Regions from separate parts of the Mus musculus genome. Here all the other regions are linked to region 4. The links are chromatin contacts, called in public promoter capture Hi-C and targeted proximity ligation maps. All regions are on one chromosome and are shown on one strand. The core of a region is the stretch at or near the end of the contact, and the rest is flanking DNA. Distances in the headings are between cores, read along the strand shown. Region 1 holds the start of Ubxn1 (UBX domain protein 1). Region 2 holds the start of B3gat3 (beta-1,3-glucuronyltransferase 3 (glucuronosyltransferase I)). Region 3 holds the start of Bscl2 (Berardinelli-Seip congenital lipodystrophy 2 (seipin)). Region 4 holds the start of Fads2 (fatty acid desaturase 2). Region 5 holds the start of Ganab (alpha glucosidase 2 alpha neutral subunit).

Region 1 (4,254 bases), core at 1,419-3,918, 1.2 Mb before region 4:
ACAAAAACAAAGGAAAACATAGTGCGACCATGTCTCAAAACAAACAAACAAACAAACAAAACAAAAAACAAAAGGAAAAAAAGAAAAAGAAGGAAAACAGAAAGCCAAGCATGGTAAGTCACACTTGTCATCCTAATACTGAGGAGGTGGAAGCAGAACCGCCATGACTTGGGTTAGCCTGAGCAGAACCGTCATGACCCAGGTTAGCCTGAGCAGAACCGCCATGACCCAGGTTAGCCCAAGCAGAACTGCCATGACCCAGGTTAGCCTGAGCAGAACTGCCATGACCTGGGTTAGCCCAAGCAGAACAGCCAACTGGGGCTGCATATGAGCGCAGAAGATCCTGGCAGTAGAAGAAAAATAAACAAAAAAAGCGCAGGTGGTGGTGGCTCACCCCTTTAATCCCAACGCTTGGAAAGCAGAAATAGGTAGATCTCTCTAAATTCAAGGCCAGCCAGGGATACACAGAAAAATCCTGTCTTGAAAAACCGATGAAGAGAAAAAAAGAGCCATGTAGGCGATCAAAGCTCGGTAGTCTAAAGAAATGAGAAATGCTATAGAGCTACCTAAGGTGAGGGAAGAGTCAGGACATTTTGGGCAGAGAGCCGGTACTGCAAGCCCAGAGGACCAAGGCCTGTTTTATATCATGTACAGAGTAGCTGGACAAGACATTGCACAGCAACACTAGCACGTACATACTGTCCAGCCAAGTATCACTGTCACTATCACTTATCCTGCTCTCAAACTAAAACCGTGCACCAAGATCCCTTTGGCAATAGATCCCCTTCAACAGTGTGAGCAGGTCCAAGTATGAATTATCTATGGCTCCTGATAAACACTGCTGTACACCTTGATTTCAAAAGTTGTTTTGGGAGAGGGGATAGATGGGAGACAGGGTCTTACTATGTGAATCTGACTGTCCTGGAATTCCCTCTGTAGACCATACGGCCTTGAGCTCAGAGTTCAACTGCCTTTGTCACCCAAGTACTGGGATCAAAGGTGTGCACTACCACATCCAGCCTCATTTTTCCTTTTAGTTATGATCACATTTATTGACGTATGATGGAAGTGGAGCCTGCATGTCATCCTTGTTGGTTAAGCGTCAGGGGACAAAAGTACTACGTGGAGAAGCAGGTTCTCGTCTTCCAACGAGGGTTGCAGAGATCCAGCTCAGGTGTCTTACCAACTGAACCATCTCAAAGGCCTAAGATTTGGGTTTTTGAGGTCTCATAGAGACCAGGGTATTCTGAAATCAAGATTTAATTTAAGGGCGGCTCAGTGGTTAAGAGCACTGGCTGCTCTTCCGAAGGTCCCGAGTTCAAATCCCAGCAACCATATGGTGGCTCGCAAACATATGCAATGAGACCTGATGCCCTCTTCTGGTGTGTCTGAAAATAGCTACAGTGTACTTACATGGAATAAATATAAATCTTTTTTTAAAAAAAGAAAGGTTTTAAGATAGCTGGGCAAGCCAGGCGTGGTGAGACACCCCTTTAATCCCATCACTCAGGAGGCAGAGGCAGGTGGATTTCTGAGTTCGAGGCCAGCCTCATCTACAAAGTGAGTTCCAGGACAGCCAGGGCTACACAGAGAAACCCTGTCTCGAAAAACCAAAAACGAAAAAAAAAAAAAAAAAAAAAAAAAAAAAAAAGATAGCTGGGCAAGATGTTTCTGGCCTTTGATCCCTGCACTCTGGATGGCAGAGGCAGACTGATATTTGAGTTTGAGATCAGTCTCTAAAGCCAGATCCATTTAGAAAGTTCCAGAACAGCCAAGGCTTCATAATGAGATCTTGTCTCAAAAAACAAAGACAGTGATAACAATGATGATGAACATAGACTCAAGCATGCTAGACCAAATCACCACTAGACCTACTCCCTAGACTCTGATAAATAACTTACTAATAATATATATAAGAGTTATTCTCCTCCCAACTTCTTTTACATACATCACCGATGGGTGTGGTGGCACACAACTTTAGTCCTGGCACTTGGAAGACTGAGGCAGGCAGATTTTTCTGAGTTTGAGGCCTGTCTGGTCTTGGTGCCAAAAGACAGAAAGAGAAGTAAAAGAGAAAACGGAAAATTAAAAAATGCAAGGAGGTGGTGGCGACACACTCTGATCCCAGTACTGCGCTCCGGAGGCAGAGGCAAGTGGATCTCATTGGATTGCAGGCCAGCCTGGTCTACAGCGCGAGTTCCAGGACAGCCAGGACTATGCAGAGAAATCCTGTCTCAAAACACCAAAAGGAAAGAAAGAGAGAGAAAGACAGAAAGAGAGGGAGAGAGAGATAAACTTTTACTGTTTATCATGAACGCCCCGACTCGTGTGCTTAGGTCAGAGGACAACTAACAGGAATCCTTTTTCCTCTGTGCTCAACCTCGTGGGTCTTAGGAATCGAACTCACATAATTAGGCTTGAAGGCAGGTGCTTTTACCCGCCGATCCATAGCCAGGCTCTCTTTTAGAATCCTAAAAGCCTGCAAACCGGCTCAAGCCTGTCTGGAGCTTCTTCCCCGTGGGTGGGTCTCCTTCCTGTCAGTTGTCCCTCCTCAAAGTCCCCGCCCACCAGGAAGGACATTTCTGGCTCTCTTCGGCACCCGTCCACCCTGCCTCCACGTGACACAAACAGACCGGGCACTTCCGCTTCCCCTCCGCTCTCCCCACTCACTGTCTACTCCCCCCTCGTCCCTGGGTCTCCCGCCCCGTGAGTTAGCGAGCGCCGGGAGGGCGGCGTCGCGGGCGGAGTCGCCCCGGGCTGACCCTTGCGGTCTTCCTTCTGGTCCCCGCAGGTCCCCGCGGAGGCGGAGGCGGGCGCCATGGCGGAGCTGACGGCTCTGGAGAGCCTCATCGAGATGGGCTTTCCCAGGGGACGCGCGTAAGGGAGCCTCCCCCTAGCCGGTGGTGGGAGGCCGCGGGCCTGGCCGGCCTGACTGTCACCATGGCTGGTGGGCGCTATTCACGGTGTTTCTGCCCCCAGGGAGAAGGCTCTGGCCCTCACAGGGAACCAGGGCATCGAGGCTGCGATGGATTGGTGAGCGGGCGACCCGCACGGGTGGCGGGAGTTTGGGAGCCGCTGGGCAAGGTGGCCTCCAGGCTAACCAACCCCTGCCTACTTTCTCCGCGCAGGCTGATGGAGCATGAAGACGACCCCGATGTGGATGAGCCTCTGGAGACTCCCCTCAGCCATGTCCTGGGACGAGAACCCACGCCCTCAGAGCAAGTTGGCCCTGAAGGTCCTGACTGGGAGACATCTTGTGATTCTAGAGACCTTGAAAGGGCCCCGAGAAAATCAGAATGATCTTATTCTAAATACTAATCCTGGTTGCTTGTTTGCAGGCTCTGGGTCTGCTGCTGGAGAAAGCAGACCCATTTTGACTGAAGAGGAGAGACAAGAACAGACCAAGAGGTGACTGGCAAGTTCAGTGTGTGTGTGTGTGTGTGTGTTTTGTTTGGAGTCTGCCTAACTCTTGCCCAGGCTGAACTCCGGATCCTCCTGCCTCCGCCTCCAGAGTGCTGAGATGTGGCCTTCACTGTGCCTTGCATTATTTTTTTGAGACGCAGTCCAGCTGTGTACCTCAGGCTGCGCTGGAACCCCGTATGCGGCCTAGGCTAAATTCGAAGCCACATTCTTCTAGTGCTGGGATTACAGGCCTGGGCCACCATAGCCCAGTGACACACTTTACCAAGGGTCATGGGTCATCTTCCTTCCTCTCAAATACAAACAAGTCTGATCATAGAACCTGACCTTTCCGGTTTTGAGGGTGTGCTGCAAGTCACCAGGAAACATCTCACATAGCTCAGGACTGGTCTCAAACTCCTGTGTGGCTGCAGATTCCCCTGAAATCCCAACTCTCTTGCCTCTCCTTTGCAAATGCAGGGATTATAGATATGCATCACTATGCCCTTTCTTTAAAAACAAAACCAACAACAACAATAAGAAAAACCCACGCTGGGCGTGGTGGTGCACGCCTTTAATCCCAGCACTCGGAGGCAGAGGCAGGCGGATTTCTGAGTTCGAGGCCAGCCTGGTCTACAAGGTGAGCTCCAGGACAGCCAGGGCTAAACAGAAAAACCAAAAAAAAAAAAAAAGAAAGAAAGAAAGAAAAACCCACAAGGGTCTATGCATGATATATTGTGCTCTACCTTTAAACTACACTTTTTTTTTTTTTTTTTTGGCTTTGTTCTGTTTTTTTTTTTTTCTTCAAGCCAAGAGTCTCTATCCCTGACTGTCCTGGAACTGGCTCTGTAGACC
Region 2 (4,425 bases), core at 434-2,933, 1.2 Mb before region 4:
CTTTTCTCCCTTTCCCTTTCTTCCTTTCTTTCTTTCTTTCTTTCTTTCTTTCTTTCTTTCTTTCTTTCTTTCTTTCTTTCTTTCTTCCTTTCTTCCTTTCTTCCTTTCTTCCTTTCTTCCTTTCTTCCTTTCTTCCTTTCTTCCTTTCTTCCTTTCTTCCTTTCTTTCTTTTTTGAGACAGGGTTTCTCTGTATAGCTCTGGCTGTCCTGGAACTCACTCTGTAGACCAAGCTAGAACTCTGAAATCTACCTGCCTCTGCCTCCCAAGTGCTGAGATTAAAGGCGTGTGCCACCATTGCCATGCTGACCATCTTGAGATATAGTGGAGTTTACCTCCACTTTCAATGTTGTCCAGGAATTGCGGACATGTACCACTACCCCAGGTTTTTTTGGTGATAGAAACTAGTGCACATGCTGGCCAGTGGTGGTGTATGCCCCTTAAATCCCAGCAGAGGTAGACAGATCTCTTGAGTTTGCCTAGCTAGCAAAGTGAGTTCCAGAACAGTCAGGGTGGTTAAATAGAGAAACTGAAACCTTGTTTTGGGCGGGGATGGGGGTTTGGGGGTAGGGGTGGGACAAAGAAAAACTGCATATTAGACAAGCTACTTCCTGGACTAAATATGTAAATTGTTACATATCCGTGAATAAAGTATCATTGTTGTAGTGTAGACTTGGTACCCACTTTTAGCTCTGTAGTCACTTGCTGAAGAGAGGTGACCCTGAAGAAACTACAGCTCGTGGAGCGGAAAATCTAGAAGGAACTTTTAAAAATTGTCCCATGGTAATGACATAATTTTGGCCTAAAATTGGAAGGCTGATGAGATGGTTCAACAGTTAGAGCACCAAACCTGAGGTCCCAAGGCTAAAACTCCAAAGTCCTCTGGTCCTCACGAACATGTGTAACTGTTTTCAAATCCTATTTTTAATGATGATTCTTAAACACTTTAACCTCCCTTGTAGTCCACCACCCACCAGAGGTTGTGGAAAATGAAAGATACGGGGGATGTGGACATGTTTAGAAAGATTCTTTGGAGTAGCTTTTGTCTGTTGTCTGGAAATCTGCAGTTCACTTCACAGGCTAGCAGTGGCAGCTTGATCCACTCAGACATTTCATGAATCTATCAGCAGTTCAGTTCGGTAGAGTAGGGATAGCGAACACGAAGCAGCGGTGGCACAACCTAACAGACAACCAGGACAATCAGCACAAAGCAGGAGGGACCAGCAGGAATGCCATTAGAAAACATTTACATCACAACTCCTAACGGCAAAATTACAGTTTTGAAGTAGCAACAAAATGAATTTTATGATGGGGAGGATGCCAAATCATGAGGAACTGTATTAGAGGGTCCCAGTATTAGGAAGATTGAGAATCACTGGAAACGACCTAGCCAAGCACCTGGTGCGTTTTAGATTTCACTCATTGGTTGAACAAGTAATGAACAACCGTTTCTTTAAGCAGCCAATGCTGAGGCTGAAGGATGGTTGAGTGAGTCTAGAAAACTCAGTGACAAGGGTGGAGCTTGTGCTCAATTGGGAGCTTCAAGATGATTATAGAGCTAGGCCACACAAGCTCTTGGTCAGCCTGCCACGACCGCTTGACCCAGCGGATATAGCGTCAACGCCCTGAATGGCCTACCAGGAGGCGGGACCGGAAGCTGCCTGTGGGAGGGACGCCACTAGCCGGAAGTGGTCCCAGGTGTCGCTCAGAGTCCCGCGTTCCCGGGAACTAGTAAGGGAGCCTGGGGAAGGCGGGGCGCGGCCCGGGCGGCCGGGGCGGGGCCGGCGGGAGGGCGGAGGGCCGGGCGGACCTGTCCCTGCCGGTCCCGGTGGACCCCGCCTGCCCCGGTGGCACCGGCCATGAAGCTGAAGCTGAAGAACGTGTTTCTTGCCTACTTCCTGGTGTCGATCGCCGGCCTCCTCTACGCTCTGGTGCAGCTCGGTGAGCGGGGCGGGGCGGGGCGGTGTGCGGAGGGCCGGCCCAAGGCGCTGGGGATGAGACCCGCAGACAGCGGCTTCCCGCTCGCTCAGCCCTCGGGACAGCCCTCGGTGACCCCTTGTGTAGAACTCTCGGCAGTCTGCAACTCCGCGGATACCGGTCAAGCCCCAAATGACCCCGCCGCCGCCAAGCAACCTATTTTCCACCCTCCCCTTGCTCTGCCTCTCAGACCGGCTTGCTGATAGGTTTTTGAGAACCCCCTGGTTCATTGTCCCCTCCAGCTTTTGACCAGCTGTGCTCTCCCCACCTCCAGGCCATCTATTTCTCATCCTGGTTTTAGGCCAGATGTCACATCAGGACTTCCCTGACCACCTTAGCTCAAGTAACCCTTATTAGTCTTGATCTCTTTTAATTTTCTAAGTGGCCCATATCACAATTTGTAATGACTTTATTAGTGTCTACCTCTTCCACTAAAGTAGCTAGGGAGTAGGGACTGCCCCCCCCTTTTATTCAATAAATATTTGTCGTGTAATGGAATCTGTGAACTTACTGACAAGTCAGTGGTCACGTGACCACGGAGCGCCTTGAATCCAGCCTTTTATGTGGGAGCTTGGTAAACGCTTTTCAGGTAGTGCCATTACAGGAGAGCCTCTAGTTCAGACTGTTATATTCCTTATGTGTGGAAGGTAAAATTAGGATCAGAAGGTAGAAAGGACAGAAAGGCTGACAGATAATCGTCGAAATGTACTAGTGAAAATAGTGGCAGGGCTGAGGGTGTAGCACAGTGGTAGAACACTCACAAGTGTAAGGCCCTGGGTTGGAGCCCCAGCAAAGAAAAATAGAGTGACAGATGGAACTGGTTAAAATTGAAGAGTTGAATGTTGTGGCACACCGTTTGGGAAACAGGTCAGTGGGTTAAAGGTCTGAGGTCAGTCAGCTTGGAGCCATTATAGCAAGACCTACCTTAAAACAGTAACACAGTAACAGTGAAAGGTGAAGAGTCTCTGACACCATTCTAAAAAAAAAAAAAAAAGCAAGTTACAAGGGAATTTCTGTATTGGCTAGGAATTAAAAAGAATTGGCCTGGGTTTTTGAACTACTTACTATCCTGTGGTTCTCTGTCACAACTTGCTCACCCTGTTGGTGCTTCCTGGTACCAGGCCAGCCTTGCGACTGCCTCCCTCCGCTTCGAGCTGCAGCTGAGCAGCTTCGGCAGAAGGACCTGAGGATATCCCAGTTGCAAGCTGATCTCCGTCGCCCACCCCCTGTCCCAGCCCAGCCCCCTGAACCTGAGGCCCTGCCTACTATCTATGTCATTACCCCCACCTACGCCAGGTACGGCTCTGGTACACTCAGGAGCTCTGTATTGAACAGGAAGAGGGTTAATGATGAATCTGGGGAGGCACTGAAGTATGGGGTGATGCTTAAACTAGAGCTTGCCAAATGTTATGAAAAGTGATCCGCATCTTTAGTCAGGTTTGTGGGAAAATGTCTTTTTCCTTTAAAAATAGACAAAGGAGTATTAGGAAGTAGATTACCGAGTTATTGCAAAACTTTAACGACAATTAAGTGTGAAAGAAAATTTGAGCTTGCCATTGAATGAACTCTTCTTAGGAATCTTTTGGTTAGACTGTCTCAAAGCTAACACACACACACAAATACTCAACAACAAAACCAACAAACAAACAAAACCCCAAAAATTTCTGATTAAATTTAGAAAACAGGGCTAAGCAGGTTTAGTCAAATCCTTCCTTCCTTCCTTCTTTCCTTCCTTCCCTCCTCCTCCTCTTTCTCCTCCTCTTCTTCCTCTTCCTCTTCCTCCTCCTCTTCCCCCTCCTCCTCTTCCTCTTCCTTCTCTCTCTCTCTCTCTCTCTCTCTCTCTCTTTCTTTTTTAGAGTCAAAATCTTGTTTAATACTGAGAAAACCCATTTTGAAGTGTGGTTTGGGACCAGCAGCCAAAAAGCCCTTCTGTCACCATGTCTTCAGCATACCTTCCTGGACTCATTAACTTACACCACCAGCAGCTCCTTGAGCATCAAACTGATGTTAACCACGAGGAAACCCAAAAGAGGCAAACCACTCACTCCCGGTGCATAGCTGGGCAGAGATTGTGTGCATCTTTAATCCCAGCATTTAGGAAACAATGGCTGGAGGATCTCCTCTAGAGTTTTAGGCCAGCTTGGTCTATGGTCTAGGTAGTCAGTTCCAGGCTAGCCAGAGCTTCACAGGGAGATCCTCTCTCAAAATGAAGAAACAAATAATGTTCTCATTTGGAGAATGACTGGGATTTCCTCTAAAACTCCTCTCTGGGAGCCTTACCACAGAAAGAAAAGAACCTGGCCTGTAGGGTTTCATTTTTAATTTTTATTATTTATTTATTTATTTATTTATTTATTTAGGTTTTCAAGAGAAGGTTTTTCTGTGTAGCTCTGGTTGTCCTGGAATTCACTCTGTAGACTAGACTGATTCCCCTGCTTGTGTCTCCCAAA
Region 3 (4,373 bases), core at 616-3,115, 1.3 Mb before region 4:
CAGGAGAAATGCTATGAATTCAAAACCAGAATATTCCAGATCAACTTGGCCTACAGAGCAAGACCCTGTTTCAAAAACAACAGTAGCTTATACTGGTGTATGAATGTAATCTGAGCACTTGGAGTTGGGAGGCAGGAGGATCAGGAGTTCAGACCCTGTCTCAATCCACTGATGGTCTATTCCTAAGATTTATACCCATGAATGTTTTGTCTGCATATATCTGTGTGTACCATGCTTGTGTCTGGTGCATGCAGAGTAGGAAGAGGGCATTGGATCCTCTTGAAGTGGAGTTAAGGTCAGTTTGTAAGCCACCATGTGACTCCTTTGAGAACCCTCTTCTAGCCCTACTCTGAAACAGCTTACACCTTGTCTGTACGAGTTGCTAGGCCTGGTTCTCCTCAACCAGATAGTCACTCCTAATTTGAATAGGTATCAAATTGCATGAGAAAACTAAGATGGGTATTTTAGAGGATAAGGTAGGGCAAGGATTAACCTAATAACACATTTTAAGCACTTTTGGCTTTTTACCACATCTGAGCTGATAGAGATTAGTCTTTTTAGTCTCTTGCTACTCCCTGTGTACAGTTTAAGCATATACACATAGAAAAAAACATTCATTAGGTATTAGGCACCTATTGCATTCTAGACATTGTAAGCAGGCAGGGATTATAACAAGGATCCTTCCTGGGGTTTTCACAAGAAAGAAGGAGCAAAGGTTATAAAATACTGAAGTCTGCGTGTGTGCGCATGCACGCGCTCTAGAGAGAGAGTGTGCAGGGTACTCTTGTGGAGTCAGAAAAACTCTTGAGTTCTCCCCCACCACCTTGATGGTTGAAACTCACTGGGCCTGCAGTCAAACACCTGTACCTGTTCAGCCATTTGGTTATGACACCCAGGGAATAGTTAGACCTTCCTACCCAGAACGATTTGTCACCTAAAACTAGAACAGCCGGGCATGGTGGCGCACGCCTTTAATCCCAGCATTCAGGGAGGCAGAGGCAGGCGGATCTCTGAGTTTGAGGCCAGCCTGGTCTACAAAGTGAGTTCCAGGACAGCCAGGGCTATACAGAGAAACCCTGTCTCGAAAAACCAAAAAGAATAAAAACAAAAACAAAACAACTAGGACATTTAAATGTAGCCCAGGATCCAAAACATATATGTACGTTCACTCAGACCAAAAAGCTTCTAGGCGGTGGCCTGGATCCCCTAACCCTTTGCCGGGATCTCACTCTAGGAGGCATTCTTGAGACATGGTTTCCAGTCAGACGACATTCTGAACCCTTGTGATGTTTTCAGTTACCTTGAGGAGAAAATAAAAAAGCCCCAATTCAACAAGAAAACAAATTTATTACTTATTTAGATCCCACAGAGACCAAGGAACAGGGTGCTCCAAGATGGCCTGTTTAACACATTTGTGTTATTACATACACCTCAAAGGGAACCTCTACTCAGGCGAGATTCTTATGCAAAACTCACTCTGGGCTTCTTGGGTCCCAGTCCTAGTGACTGGTTGTTTTAAGTCAGGATTTCATTGTGTATTGTGTGTCGTCGTGGCTGGCTTGGAACTCAGAGATCCATCTGCCTCTGTGTGTGTCCAACACCTCCGGAGTGTTGGTCACCACACTGAACTTAAGAACCCATGACTGCTTTAGGTGTCTCCCCATCCCCACTCCCCGTGATTGGTCTCCAAAGCATGTCTAGTTCCAGATTCTATGGGACAGAGAACCTGACTCTGACTTTGAGAGGGCAGGGGCAGCCATTTTAAGACCAGAGGATCGCATAAGGGATCGTTCCCTATTGGGAACGCTGGGGACCGCCATTTTAAGAGCACCCTCGGCGCGTGCCTCCATGCGGGTACGAACAGGCAGCCGCCATCTTGGGCATTGGCTGCCGCGCCGAGTCGCCCTGTCCCGCCCCACGGCCTCTCGGGCCACCTCCCCCCGGGGCTGCTGTCCCTGGGCCTGCGGAAACCCACCCTGCTCGCCCTTGTGTGGTTCTCGCCGCTTACGTTGCGCGCTCGTGTGAATGCTCCGCGGCTTCTGAGCGCTCGTTTTAACAACCCCCCACTGGGGGCGCTCGGGCACCTTATACTTTGCGATCTCCAATCCTTACAATGTCTAACGGGCTCGACTGGCCCTGTTCCCTGGATATGGCAAGTGTATCGATTAAGGATCCTCTTTCCCAAGAACGCTAACACAGACGTTGTCCTCTGAGGCTCTGAATGACTTTATTCTTCAAATGCCTTTACCTTTCATAGCTCCAGGTGAGCACCCGGGCATCCCCCTCTCCATTGCCTGAACGGATGGATCACCGAGGGAAACAGGCAGGATTTTGGCAGTTTAGCGGGGTCCCTTTATAGATAGAGTAGAAGGTGCTTGGAGTTAGCCTGAAAGGGTGAGGAGATGGGGTAGACATGGGTAAGGAGGGCCTTGTGCTTCAAATAATCTCCGGGTAAATGCGGGTAGAAGTGATCTACTACAATTTCCAATCTAAGGGCGGGTCTGGGAGGGGGCGATGAGTTCAGAGGAGGTCCACCGCTCTTCAGAGGAGCGCACAGAAGAACTTCTTCTCCCGGAAGGGGTTCTCGGAAGTGGGCACAGGAGTGATGAGGGGGTCCTCACAAGCGTGGGCATCACAGTATGTCATCAGGTCTGCTGCTGCCTTGGACACCTGGAACCCAGCCAGGAAGGGATACATTAACCAGAATTCCTGAAAGGGACTGCAGTTCTCTTCTCCAATAGACTATCTTTTTGTTTCTAGTGCCCTTTGAGACAGCCCTCTCCCCCAACGCCAGTCCTCGGGAACAACTTTGCTGACAAAGCCCAGTTTCTGCCACTGACCTCAGGGTGTCAAGAAAAGAAGCATCTTTTCTTGGGGGGAGGGGGGAGGGGAGGGTATTGCAAACCCACAGCTGAGCCCTGAAGGGCTGATGGGAGCCAGGGTCGCACCCACCTTTATCCGGCACAAGCTGGCCTCAATCTTAAGCTGTTCCACCATCTTGCGTGCTTGACCAATACTCATAGTGCTGTTAACGGGGGTCTCCCCTTTCATCCTGGAGTAAAGACAGTCAGCTGAAACACTCAGCTCTTCACAACCACACACCTGGGATTGTGCCCCCATTCTCCAGTGGCCATCCCAGGTTTTTTTTTCTTTCTTTTTTTTTTTTTTTTTTAAGTAGGGAGAATGGAGAAGATAAAATGAAATATTCTCCTAACCCCTGGGTCCTGGTCATCAAATTATACAAACGATTTAAGGATTTTAAGTCTTTGAGCCAAATATGTTACCAGCAATGAAAGCCTCAGTCAGAAAGAGCCCCACCCTGATGAAATCACATCAGCCACCTGTCCCCCCTCAAGCCCTGAAGAGAAAAAAAGCTGCTTTCTACTCACCTGAAGTAACAGCAGCGGCAGCCAGGGATGTAGGGTCAGTGGGGAGGGGGCACCAAACCCTGCCTCAGATAGGTGCCCCACCCTGCCAGGACTTGGAGCTAAAAATATCCGTAGCACTGACAGTTAATGCAGAGAAGGTCACTAGAGATGCTCAGACGAGATCCTTGGAGGGGTGGTCTCAGTCTCCACAGCTTAAGTTCTGCCCAGATGGCTGGTACCTGAAGGATGAAGGATGCTAGAAGGAGCTGCTGATTCTGGCGCATACCAACTGCCTGGACAGTGGGGGAGTCAGTCTGCTGTTTGCATCCCCTGTGCACACCCTCACTGCTGCTCTCTCACTACCTGCCCCTGCCATTGTACAAGTCCTTAGTCTAAACTAGATAGCTCCCCAAAGGGCCTGAGGCAGAAGCAGGCTCCCCTCTCAAATGGGGTGGTCTGGGCCTGTGACAGCCCCTGCATTAGAGTCTGTCCCCACTGCGGAAGACCCTGCTCATTTGAAAGTCTGACATCAGCTGGGCTGCTGCTCCCCCACCCCCACCCCCACCCTGACACAGCACTTAGCACCTGAATCTTGGTTTCTTTCAGTGACCCACCGTTCTTCAGAGCTAGGAAAATGTAACACTCTACAGGTGATCAGCTTCTAGATCACCACTTTCTACCACGTGAGTGACGCGAGCTGGGAGACCCAGAGGTAACCCATCAGGAAGATAGCTAAAGAAATGATACATCAAAGAAGAGAAGCTGGGGCAAGAGAGACATGCAGAGACCAGATCAAAGGATCAGACAAAGACGAGGTAAGGCACCTTGCCACGAGAGTTAGTGTGAATGTTGTGAACACAGGTGGGCTTCTCGGAGTGGGGAGTAGGGTGGCAAGAGTTGGCACTGGGGAAATAGGGAATCGATTGGAAATTTTTCATGTAATTTGAGTGGATTACTACTATTCAAAAAGATGTGCATTGGCCTTGCCTCCTGGAGGACGTTATC
Region 4 (4,687 bases), core at 450-2,949:
TTCTCCCTGGGAAACCAAGGTCTTCTCTGGTTGTGAGGCGGTCCAAGAGAGCTAGGACACTCAAGGAATGTGAAAAGCTTACACTCTCCTAAGGTCTGGTTAGCATCGCCAGCCCCATGGGCATAATTAAGCAGGCTCCACAAGCAAGGAAAATAGTCTTTAGGCAGTATGAATGTGGCCAGTTCTCTCCTCAATCTGGAGTAAGATTGCATCCTGTTCACCAAAGCCTCCAGTCCATTGATTAGGGTATGGCTACCTAGGCTGATCTCAAAAAGAAAAGACATGGAAGGTAAGAATTGAAACTATCAAACTTGCACAAGAAAAGCCCACACTCAAGTCAGCATCCTGGACTTTGATGTGGAGTGCGGTCTGATAAGTTTATCCCTCTTCTCAGCCTCCTCCCACTCGTCTTTCCCAAGCTCTCTCCAGCTACATCTTTTCCTCTGCTTTCAGCCCACCAAGAAAGGTGCCAAGAAAGGTCTGGCTTTCCTCTTTGACTTTGTTTCTCCTCTTACCCACCTGACTACACAATCACTTTATGGTTGGGGGTGGGGCCAGGCACGGTATGGGGTACTGTGCAATATAGGATAGCCTCCGTTCCACAGAGGTCTCAGAGACTTCAACAACCTCCATGAGTGCAAGAGGGGAAGGGTGATCCTGGCAGGATCTAAAAACAGAGGGCCATTGAGTTGAATGTCCGATAGTAACCCCAGAGGCAGATGGACCTGTTGCCAAGCCAGTCTTAGATTCACCTTCTAGATCCCCTGCGGACCTGAATTTTGCAAAATCCAGCCCGTTCGCCTTCCACCAATTCCCCACCAGGATTTCCCAGAAGGCTGGCACTTGGAGTGAGTCGGGATAATCCTCGGGAGCGTGGGAATCTGAACTACTAGGAAGTCTCTGTCGGGCAGCCATTGTGGACCTTCTTAGACAGGAGTCCAAGCAGGAGCGAGTCCTGGCCAGGAACCAGCTTTCCTTCTCCGCCCCCTGGTCTGGCAGGAGAGTCCCACATATGGCTGCCCGCTCTCAGGCTCCTCTCCCCGGCGCCCAAGGGTGGCCATCTTCCACTTGGGGAGCGCCGAACACGAAGGCTGGAGCGCCCCCTTTGGAGAGTCCCAGGCTCCGGCTGGAACAGCGCGCAGTATGCGCTGTGAACATGCACCGGGCACAGTTTACCACTGATGGGACTTCCACAGAGGTGCTAAGGCCTGGCGTCCAAAAGGCTCGGCCAAAGTCTGCCCAGTTGACCCAGAGGAGAACGATTCCAGGAGGGAGGTGAGGGCAGTTGGTACACTTTCTTTCCCTGCTGAACGTCCTGCGCTCCTTTAAGAACCGGGGATCTGTTTGGCGCCCAGGGACCCCGGGCTCCTGACACCAGCCTGCAGCAGACAAGAGTGGCTGGCACCCCCAGACTCTTACCGTAGCATCTTCTCCCGAATAGTGTCCGATGACACGGTGGCCCCCCGGGTGCCGCTGGGACCATTTGGTAACGTTGTAGACCTTGCGGTCGATGACGAGCCACCGGTCGGTGCGCAGGTTGTGCTTCTGAATCTCCTCCCAACGGAAGGTGGGCATCGGAGCCTGGCGCTCGGTGCTCCCCTCTCCCTGGTTACCTCCCTTCCCCATGCTGCCAGTCTACCCGGATGCCCCGTGCGCTACGGCCTCCGGGCGCCCGCGGCTCGCAACACCGACGGTCCCTCTCCTGGCCGCAGTGTGCGGTCGGCGCCCTCCTCGCTTTCGGCTTTTGTCTTCTACTCCTCCTCCCACCGTGCCTCCTCCCCTCGCTTTCGCTCCTCCTCGCCTTCACTAGCTAGCCAGTACCCCTGCCTTCCCTCAGGAGTACCCCTGGCTTCCCAGTGCCCCCAAGCGGTCCCCTTCCTCCGCCCACCCTAGGCCCGCCTGCTGTGGACTTTTGCCTCCGGTGAAAACTCCAGGATAGCTCAGGGCCTCGCTGCCTCCTCCCCCCACCCCTCTGGCTCCCCCCGTTCCCGGCTCCGCATCCTCCCGAGTTCCCCGCCACCCGGGTTTCCACAGTGATCAGCAGAGCGCCTGCACCAATCAGGGCTCGTCGCCCCGCCTGCCATTGGCCCAGGAGGATCTTTCGAAGGCCAGCGGGCTGGAGCGGCGGGTCCGCGGCTTCCCCCTCCCTCGCGCCCGCCCGCATGGAGTTAAGCCCTGCTGGGCGGTCGGCGACGTGTCTGACCTCCTCCTCCTCCCTTCGCTGCCTGGAGCCGGGGAAGCGGGAGTAGATCTCTGAGAAGCTGGGAGGGGAGAGCGGGGGGCGGGGGGGGGGGCGGGGGCGGCAGCTGGGCTTTTCTTTGCGCGCTTCAGAGCGCCAACGCGCTCGGCCGGGGATTTGCACCTGATGCTCGCACAAAGGAGGCGCAGCGGTTATGGTGAACAACGCTCGGCCTCCGGCTAAACAAGGCCCCCTCCTGGGCTGTCATGACTAGGTGATATTTCTGCCTGGCTAGATGGGACTCAAGTCTCCTGTATCTCACATTGTCTAAGAGATCCATATTGTTTATTGCTTTCCTGAAACCTTCCTAGAGAAAGGAGCCAGGAGTGGGTCTCTGTTTAACCAGGGCTCTGAATCCTTTCAACTTGGTCATCTTGGAAAAGAACGGTGGAATCTCTGCTTTCTTCCTCGTGCTAAGTGCCGCGGGAGTGGCTTCTGGGGAGGGTGCCAGGATAAACTGGACACCTTTCTTGTCTTCGACTGAGAAAGAGTTCACAAGCCTGGTTGGGAAACATGAAAGCAATAAAAGCCCGCGATTGATTTGACAGTAGTACACCACTTGCAGGCAAGAGAGACACTGATACCAAGGGAGTATAGTAGGAAGAAAGGCCCTATTCGCTAAAGTCTCACCACAATCCTATGATATTGTTATAGCTAACTTCAAAATGAAGAGTCTGAGGGTAAGAGAGATAAAATGGTCAAGACATACATGCTTAGCTAGTGGCCCTGTTTGGCCTCTTCCATGACCCTTTCAAGACTTTGGGCTCCCTAGCTCCACATGACACTGGTCCAAAGGAAGTACCTGGTGCAGGGGGTAATACATTCCCATAGTCCCTCCCATCGTATACTCCTCTCATTCTGTCCTGGCATCCATCAGGAGCAGCCTTTCTTCATTCCACAAACTCCAGACTCAAGGAGTGTTGAGTGAAGCTTTTCCGGCTTAGAGGAGAGGAAACAAACATCCAAACAGATGTTCGTTTGGCCTGCCCAAAAGATAGAAGTGAGTGAAGTAGGTGTGCTGGTCGTGTCCATACTGTCATCCATCAGAAACCTGAGGCAGGATATTGCCATGAGTTCAAGGCTGGCCTGGGACACGACTATGCATAAGGAGCAAGACTGTTGTCTTTTGTGCATGTTAACGATGGAATATAATAAAGTCAAGAAAGCTGTTTTGTATTTGTTTGTTTGTTTGTTTGTTTGTTTTTCAAAAGATGGATTATCACAATACACAGATAACTTTAATGATAATTTTTTTAGAGTTTTAAAGCTCAGAGGGATGACTGACAGCTGACAGGGAACCCCAATAAGTGCTTCACAGCAGAAGCTTGGAAGGCCGAGAAAAGACCAAGTGAGAAGGCCCCAAGAATGGGCTACAGCGGACTCCCAATGAAGACAGGAGTAAACGGACAGCCCAACCAGGGCTGCTGTGAGTAGAGTTCAAGTTGGTAACATTCCCACTTGCTTAAAGACAATGGAGATGAGCATTAGAAACCCACCAATCAAGGGTGTACCACGGTGGGACCTGCGATATGCAAAGAGAACAGCAGGCTTGGGGCTGCACCAACCAAAAGAATAGTCACCAAATGTACTAGGCCCTGAGCTAGATTGCCGGAGTGGTGGTGCACACATAAAATTCTAGACTCAAGAGGTAAAGTCAGGGTGACCCAAAATTCAAATTTATCTTTGCTACAGAGTAGGTTCAAGGTGAGCTCTTGAGACCGTGTCTGGAACAAGGAAGGGAAGGGGGTGAGAGGAAGGGTTGAAGAGATGGTAGGGTGTATCAAGAAGCAATCCATGGATTGCTGTTTCAGAGGACCCGAGTTTGATTTCCAGCACCCATGTTGGCTGGCTCACAAGTGCCTGTAATTGCAGCTCCGAGGGATTCAACACCCTCTTCTGGCCTCCTTGGGTACTCACATGCACACACCCACACACAAGCGCACATCATTAAAATAGTTTCTATGTTTTTGTTTTCCCAAAGAAAGAAAACTACAGAGGCAGCTTAAGGCCAGAAAGGGATGCAGGCAAAGTCAAGGGAAACAGCTGGGGAGGGGACAGGAGCCTGGATTAGGCAATAGCTATAGGAAGCTGACAGCACACCAGACGTGGCCTGACACTGTCCTCCCTGACTGGCTGTTCTTCCTGCTTGGATGGGCTGATGAGACCATTTGCCCAGGGAAAACCTTACAGTATCCAACCTACCCTAGAACCACTTTGGAAAGGGGGCTATCTCAGACACAGAGGGGTAAGTTCCTTTGACTTCTGCCTGTCCCTCAGATTCGAGCTCCTTGACGCCCCACCCCCCAGCAGCACCAAGAACTGAAGCTTCCTGGGACCCTACCAGGACATCATTGCGATTATTGATCTTTATCAGGAACAAGAGATCAGCTTGGGTGGCATGGAGCCCAGACTCGCCCAGCATGCCAAATGGGCAAAAGACCAGCCCCA
Region 5 (4,483 bases), core at 1,384-3,883, 1.2 Mb before region 4:
ACTTCTGTGTCCATAGTGGGGCTGGAGGAGGAGCTAGTGCTTGTGGAAACTCTTCTCAACCCCCCTCTACAGACCCCTTCCCTGGATCTCCTGCCATCCCTGGGGAAAAACGGGTACCCAAGATTGCCTCAGTTGTAGGCATCCTAGGGCACCTGGCTTCCCGCCATGGAGACAGCATCCGACGGGAACTGTTGCGCATGTTTCATGATAGTTTGGCAGGGGGTTCTGGGGGCCGGAATGGAGAGCCCTCTCTTCAGGCCACAGTTCCCTTCCTACTGCAGCTGGCAGTCATGTCACCAGCTTTGCTCGGCACAGTATCTGGAGAACTTGTGGACTGCCTCAAGCCCCCAGCAGTGCTAAGCCAGCTGCAACAACACCTGCAGGGGTTCCCCAGAGAAGAGCTAGACAACATGCTAAACCTGGCTGTGCATCTAGTGAGCCAGGCCTCTGGGACTGGTGCCTACCGCCTGCTGCAGTTCTTAGTAGACACAGCTATGCCTGCTTCAGTTATTACTACCCAGGGCCTGGCTGTGCCAGACACCGTGAGAGAGGCCTGTGACCGGCTGATCCAGCTGCTATTGCTACATCTACAAAAACTAGTTCATCATCGGGGAGGGTCTCCTGGAGAAGGGGTGCTGGGCCCACCCCCACCTCCTCGTCCAGTGCCCTTTCTTGATGCATTACGAAACCATGTTGGAGAACTGTGTGGAGAGACATTACGGCTAGAACGGAAGCGCTTCCTCTGGCAACACCAGCTCCTGGGCCTACTGTCTGTCTATACACGACCTAGCTGTGGACCTGAGGCCTTGGGTCATCTACTGAGCAGAGCCAGAAGCCCTGAAGAGTTGAGTTTGGCAACCCAGCTATATGCAGGGCTAGTGGTCAGTCTCTCTGGCCTTCTTCCCCTGGCCTTCCGAAGCTGCCTGGCTCGAGTGCATGCAGGGACTTTACAGCCTCCCTTCACAGCCCGGTTTCTTCGAAATTTGGCCTTGTTGGTGGGGTGGGAGCAGCAGGGTGGTGAGGGCCCTTCAGCCTTAGGGGCCCGGTTTGGGGAGTCTGCCTCAGCTCACCTGGCTGATCTGGCTCCTCTCCTACTACACCCAGAGGAGGAAGTAGCTGAAGCTGCTGCCTCCCTCCTTGCAATATGTCCCTTTCCTTCTGAAGCCCTGTCCCCTTCCCAACTATTGGGACTAGTGAGAGCTGGAGTACACCACTTCTTCTCTTCTCTAAGGCTGCATGGCCCTCCTGGTGTGGCTTCAGCCTCTCAGCTTCTTACCCGCCTTTCTCAGACTTCCCCAGCTGGGCTCAAGGCTGTCCTACAGCTGCTTGTAGAGGGAGCCTTACATCGGGGCAACACAGAACTATTTGGAGGGGAAATGGATGGAGACAATGAGACCCTCTCAATTGTCTCAACCCCTTTGGCTTCTGCCTCATTGTTGGACATTAACCGGAGGCATACTGCAGCAGTGCCGGGTCCTGGAGGGATCTGGTCAGTTTTCCATGCTGGAGTTATCGGCCGTGGCTTAAAGCCACCTAAAATTGTTCAATCTCGAAACCATCAAGAAGTGATCTATAACACCCAGAGCCTCGTTAGCCTCCTAGTGCACTGCTGCAGCGCATCAGGGAACAGCGAGCGTGAGGGTTGCTGGGGGGCTCCCACCCTGAGCCCAGAGGCAGCCAAAGCAGTTGCGGTGACCTTAGTGGAGAGCGTGTGTCCTGATGCAGCTGGTGCTGAGCTGGCCTGGCCCCCAGAGGATCATGCACGAGCCACCGTGGAGCGGGATCTCCGAATTGGTAGGCGCTTCCGGGAACAACCTCTGCTGTTTGAGCTTTTGAAGCTGGTAGCAGCTGCTCCCCCAGCCCTGTGCTACTGCTCCGTGCTGCTGCGGGGGCTGCTGGCTGCCCTCTTGAGCCATTGGGAAGCCTCTCGACACCCTGATACAACCCACTCCCCCTGGCATCTGGAGGCATCCTGTATCCTGGTGGCTGTCATGGCTGAGGGAAGCCTCTTGCCACCAGCCCTGGGTAATATGCACGAGGTATTTAGCCAACTGGCACCTTTTGAAGTGCGTCTGTTGCTGCTTAGTGTCTGGGGTTTTCTTCGGGAGCATGGGCCCTTGCCCCAGAAGTTCATCTTCCAGTCTGAACGTGGCCGCTTCATCCGGGACTTTGCCAGGGAGGGTGGAGCTGAAGGAGGACCACATCTGTCTGTGCTGCACAGTGTCCTCCACCGCAACATCGATCGCCTGGGGCTCTTCTCTGGCCGCTTTCAAGCACCTCCGCCATCCACTCTGCTTCGGCAGGGGACTTGACCTTTTCTCTACAAGTTGTGCGAGGTTAAACTGAGAGAAGAGCCTAAGGTGCTACAGAAGGGTGGATGCTTCTAAGTCCGTACGTAATGAGTGGTGTCACTTTTTTCAAACCCCACCATTTTTTCTAAATAAAATTTGCCGAGTTGAGACAAACAGTCCAGTGTTTCTATCTGACACGGAAAGCTGCCAAAAGCCTGAGAACGCAGAGCCCGGGGCGTCGAGGCACGCCCCATTCATAATAAAGAACGCGCTCGACCAATGGGATAGACGTCCGGCCGCGCTCTGGACGAGCCAATCGGAAGGCCGGAAGGGGCGGGCACTAGGGTACGTGGCTCAACGTGCACAGGGGCGGGTAGGTTCGGGTCAAGGAGCAAACCCGGTACAAGATGGCGGCAATAGCGGCAGTGGCGGCGCGTAGGAGGCGGTGAGGAGCCCGGAACCCGGGGGCGCGTCCGGACGGCCCTAGATCCCCCGAGCCCCATATTGCTTCTTTTTGTATGCCTTCCCATCACCCTGCTACTTCTGGCCTCGCAACGGGCTCTTTGTCCTCGTGGTGGTGGCCTCTGGCTACAGCCTCCCAGCGGCAGATTCACGAGTCGCTGCGGCCCTTGTCTGTGGGGTTCCTGAATCTCGCCGGGCTTAGAAAGGCTGAAGCTGGGTGCTGTCTTCGGTCTTGTCCGCTCCCAGCCGCCCCTTCTCCCTTGGCGGTTCGGGGTGGTCAATGCTTTCGTCTCCTTCCTGCAGTGCGCAGGGCTGTCGAGGCAGGTAGGGGGACGAAATGCATCCCAGCCTGTAAAAAAGCAGCCTGTTGCCACACTGCTCCTTTTTCAGGTTGGAAGCAATACGATGGGCAGATCGTCCTGTATTCCTTCCTTGCCCTCCCGACCAGCCTGGGCCAGTTTCATTAGTGTTCATTTGCTGGGCACGGCTGGGGCAGGGTCCAGTAAGTTCACAGTCTGCATGGATAATGTTGCTCAAACACAACATGTATCAAATAATTTGGCCTGTTCTCTGGAGTTTTGTAGAACCTTAAAAAAAGCTTGAAAACACATCAGCGCCGTAAAGCGCGGTACACCTAACGGATGTAAAGGGTCGGGAGAGGCGTGTACTGTCGACAGCAGTGTAAAAAGGGTGAATCATATACTCAAGTTCTTCTCCAATAAACAGATGTAACTTACCCTAAAGTTCATACTTGACTTAGCTCATGAACACCTCTCGTTTGGGATGCTTAAGGCATTCCTAGAGCCAACAAGTCATGTTGAAAATATTCTTTACCAATCATTTCCTTACTGACATCTCTCCAAACCTATTTTAAAGACTTGAAGATAGGGTTCCAGGGAGTATTTACGAGCTAAACTGCTCACTACCGCTACATAAGTAGCCATTCCTCAGGACCCAGGCTGTATCAATGCCTTCTGATTAGATTTTTCTAGTAGCATTGTCTTCTGTTTGTCTTACAGGTACTTCTTCCTCCAAAGCCTAGCACGCTAGTTCCTAGTGTTTTCTCACTTTGCTGGCTGCCTTTTTTCACTACTGGTGGCTGCCTGCCAGCTTTCCAAAATTTCCTGCTTCTAGGGAACTTTATTAACTGATCCCCTTCACAATTTCCTTTTGGTGCTTCTGGGGATCAAACAGGACCTGCATTCACCTCACTATATGGTAACTTTCTTTTACCTTCCAAGTAGATATGGAGGCTGGATAACTGTGTATGATAAGCCCTTTCTTGGTTTTATTGCTTAGAAGAACCATATCTTCTGTGTTGCCTTGCCCCAACCCCCTTCTTATTCATTTATATAATGAGACAAGGTCTTGTCAATCTAGGCTTGTCTGACCTCGAATTCACTATGTATGTGGACCAGGCTTGGCTTCAAACCTGTAAGAGATCCATCTGCCTCTGCCTCTGTCTGCCTCTGCCTCAAAGTGCTAGGATTAAAGGGTGTGCATCATTATGCCTGACTTCCCCCTTTTTTAAAATGAGTTTTCTGTTTTTAACGTTTATTTTCCCAGTGTGAGTTGTGTGCACATGTATGTGAGTTTACCTCTGTACATGTATGGAATGAGTTGCTTTTCTCCGTCCCACATGTGGGTCCTGGATAATCAAGCTTAGGTAATTACACGTGGCTACAAGTGCTCTTAGCTACTAAACCTTCTTTTTTTGTTTGTTTGTTTGT

The links. Promoter capture Hi-C pulls out the DNA fragments that hold promoters and counts their contacts.
Region 1: a contact with region 4 is called in a promoter capture Hi-C map of pre-B cells. A contact is called at or near these places in 3 of 39 promoter capture datasets (the SN4741 cell line, hippocampal neurons and pre-B cells) and 4 of 130 datasets of targeted methods (astrocytes, embryonic stem cells, large pre-B cells and 1 more).
Region 2: a contact with region 4 is called in a promoter capture Hi-C map of the SN4741 cell line, with 5 times the contacts expected there. A contact is called at or near these places in 5 of 39 promoter capture datasets (the SN4741 cell line, cranial neural crest, liver and 2 more) and 1 of 130 datasets of targeted methods (astrocytes).
Region 3: a targeted proximity ligation map of astrocytes shows a contact between it and region 4, with 4 times the contacts expected there. A contact is called at or near these places in 6 of 39 promoter capture datasets (the C10 cell line, cranial neural crest, embryonic stem cells and 3 more) and 2 of 130 datasets of targeted methods (astrocytes and large pre-B cells).
Region 5: a contact with region 4 is called in a targeted proximity ligation map of oligodendrocyte precursor cells, with 6 times the contacts expected there. A contact is called at or near these places in 4 of 39 promoter capture datasets (the C10 cell line, cranial neural crest, maxillary cranial neural crest and 1 more) and 2 of 130 datasets of targeted methods (astrocytes and oligodendrocyte precursor cells).

Annotation. Positions count from the first base shown.
Region 1 is chr19:8,868,880-8,873,133 of GRCm38.p6, forward strand. Ubxn1 (UBX domain protein 1) reads left to right here and starts at 2,669. Exons shown (of 9, transcript NM_001362044.1): 1 at 2,669-2,877; 2 at 2,980-3,033; 3 at 3,129-3,235; 4 at 3,339-3,408. The coding sequence starts at 2,819.
Region 2 is chr19:8,918,710-8,923,134 of GRCm38.p6, forward strand. It overlaps B3gat3 (beta-1,3-glucuronyltransferase 3 (glucuronosyltransferase I)), which reads left to right and starts at 1,684. Exons shown (of 5, transcript NM_024256.2): 1 at 1,684-1,939; 2 at 3,097-3,271. The coding sequence starts at 1,858. Gm36629 (a long non-coding RNA gene) reads right to left here and starts at 3,133. Exons shown (of 3, transcript XR_003952913.1): 1 at 3,041-3,133; 2 at 2,900-2,951; 3 at 1-2,608.
Region 3 is chr19:8,835,602-8,839,974 of GRCm38.p6, forward strand. Bscl2 (Berardinelli-Seip congenital lipodystrophy 2 (seipin)) reads left to right here and starts at 1,866. Exons shown (of 12, transcript NM_001136064.3): 1 at 1,866-2,263; 2 at 3,975-4,183. The coding sequence starts at 4,109. It overlaps Gng3 (guanine nucleotide binding protein (G protein), gamma 3), which reads right to left and starts at 3,645. Exons shown (of 3, transcript NM_010316.3): 1 at 3,390-3,645; 2 at 2,953-3,052; 3 at 1,328-2,670. The coding sequence starts at 3,051. The coding sequence ends at 2,542.
Region 4 is chr19:10,099,804-10,104,490 of GRCm38.p6, forward strand. It overlaps Fads2 (fatty acid desaturase 2), which reads right to left and starts at 1,700. Exons shown (of 12, transcript NM_019699.2): 1 at 1,420-1,700. The coding sequence starts at 1,626.
Region 5 is chr19:8,895,424-8,899,906 of GRCm38.p6, forward strand. Ganab (alpha glucosidase 2 alpha neutral subunit) reads left to right here and starts at 2,634. Exons shown (of 24, transcript NM_001293621.1): 1 at 2,634-2,736. The coding sequence starts at 2,699. It overlaps Ints5 (integrator complex subunit 5), which reads left to right. Exons shown (of 2, transcript NM_176843.3): 2 at 1-2,467. The coding sequence ends at 2,312.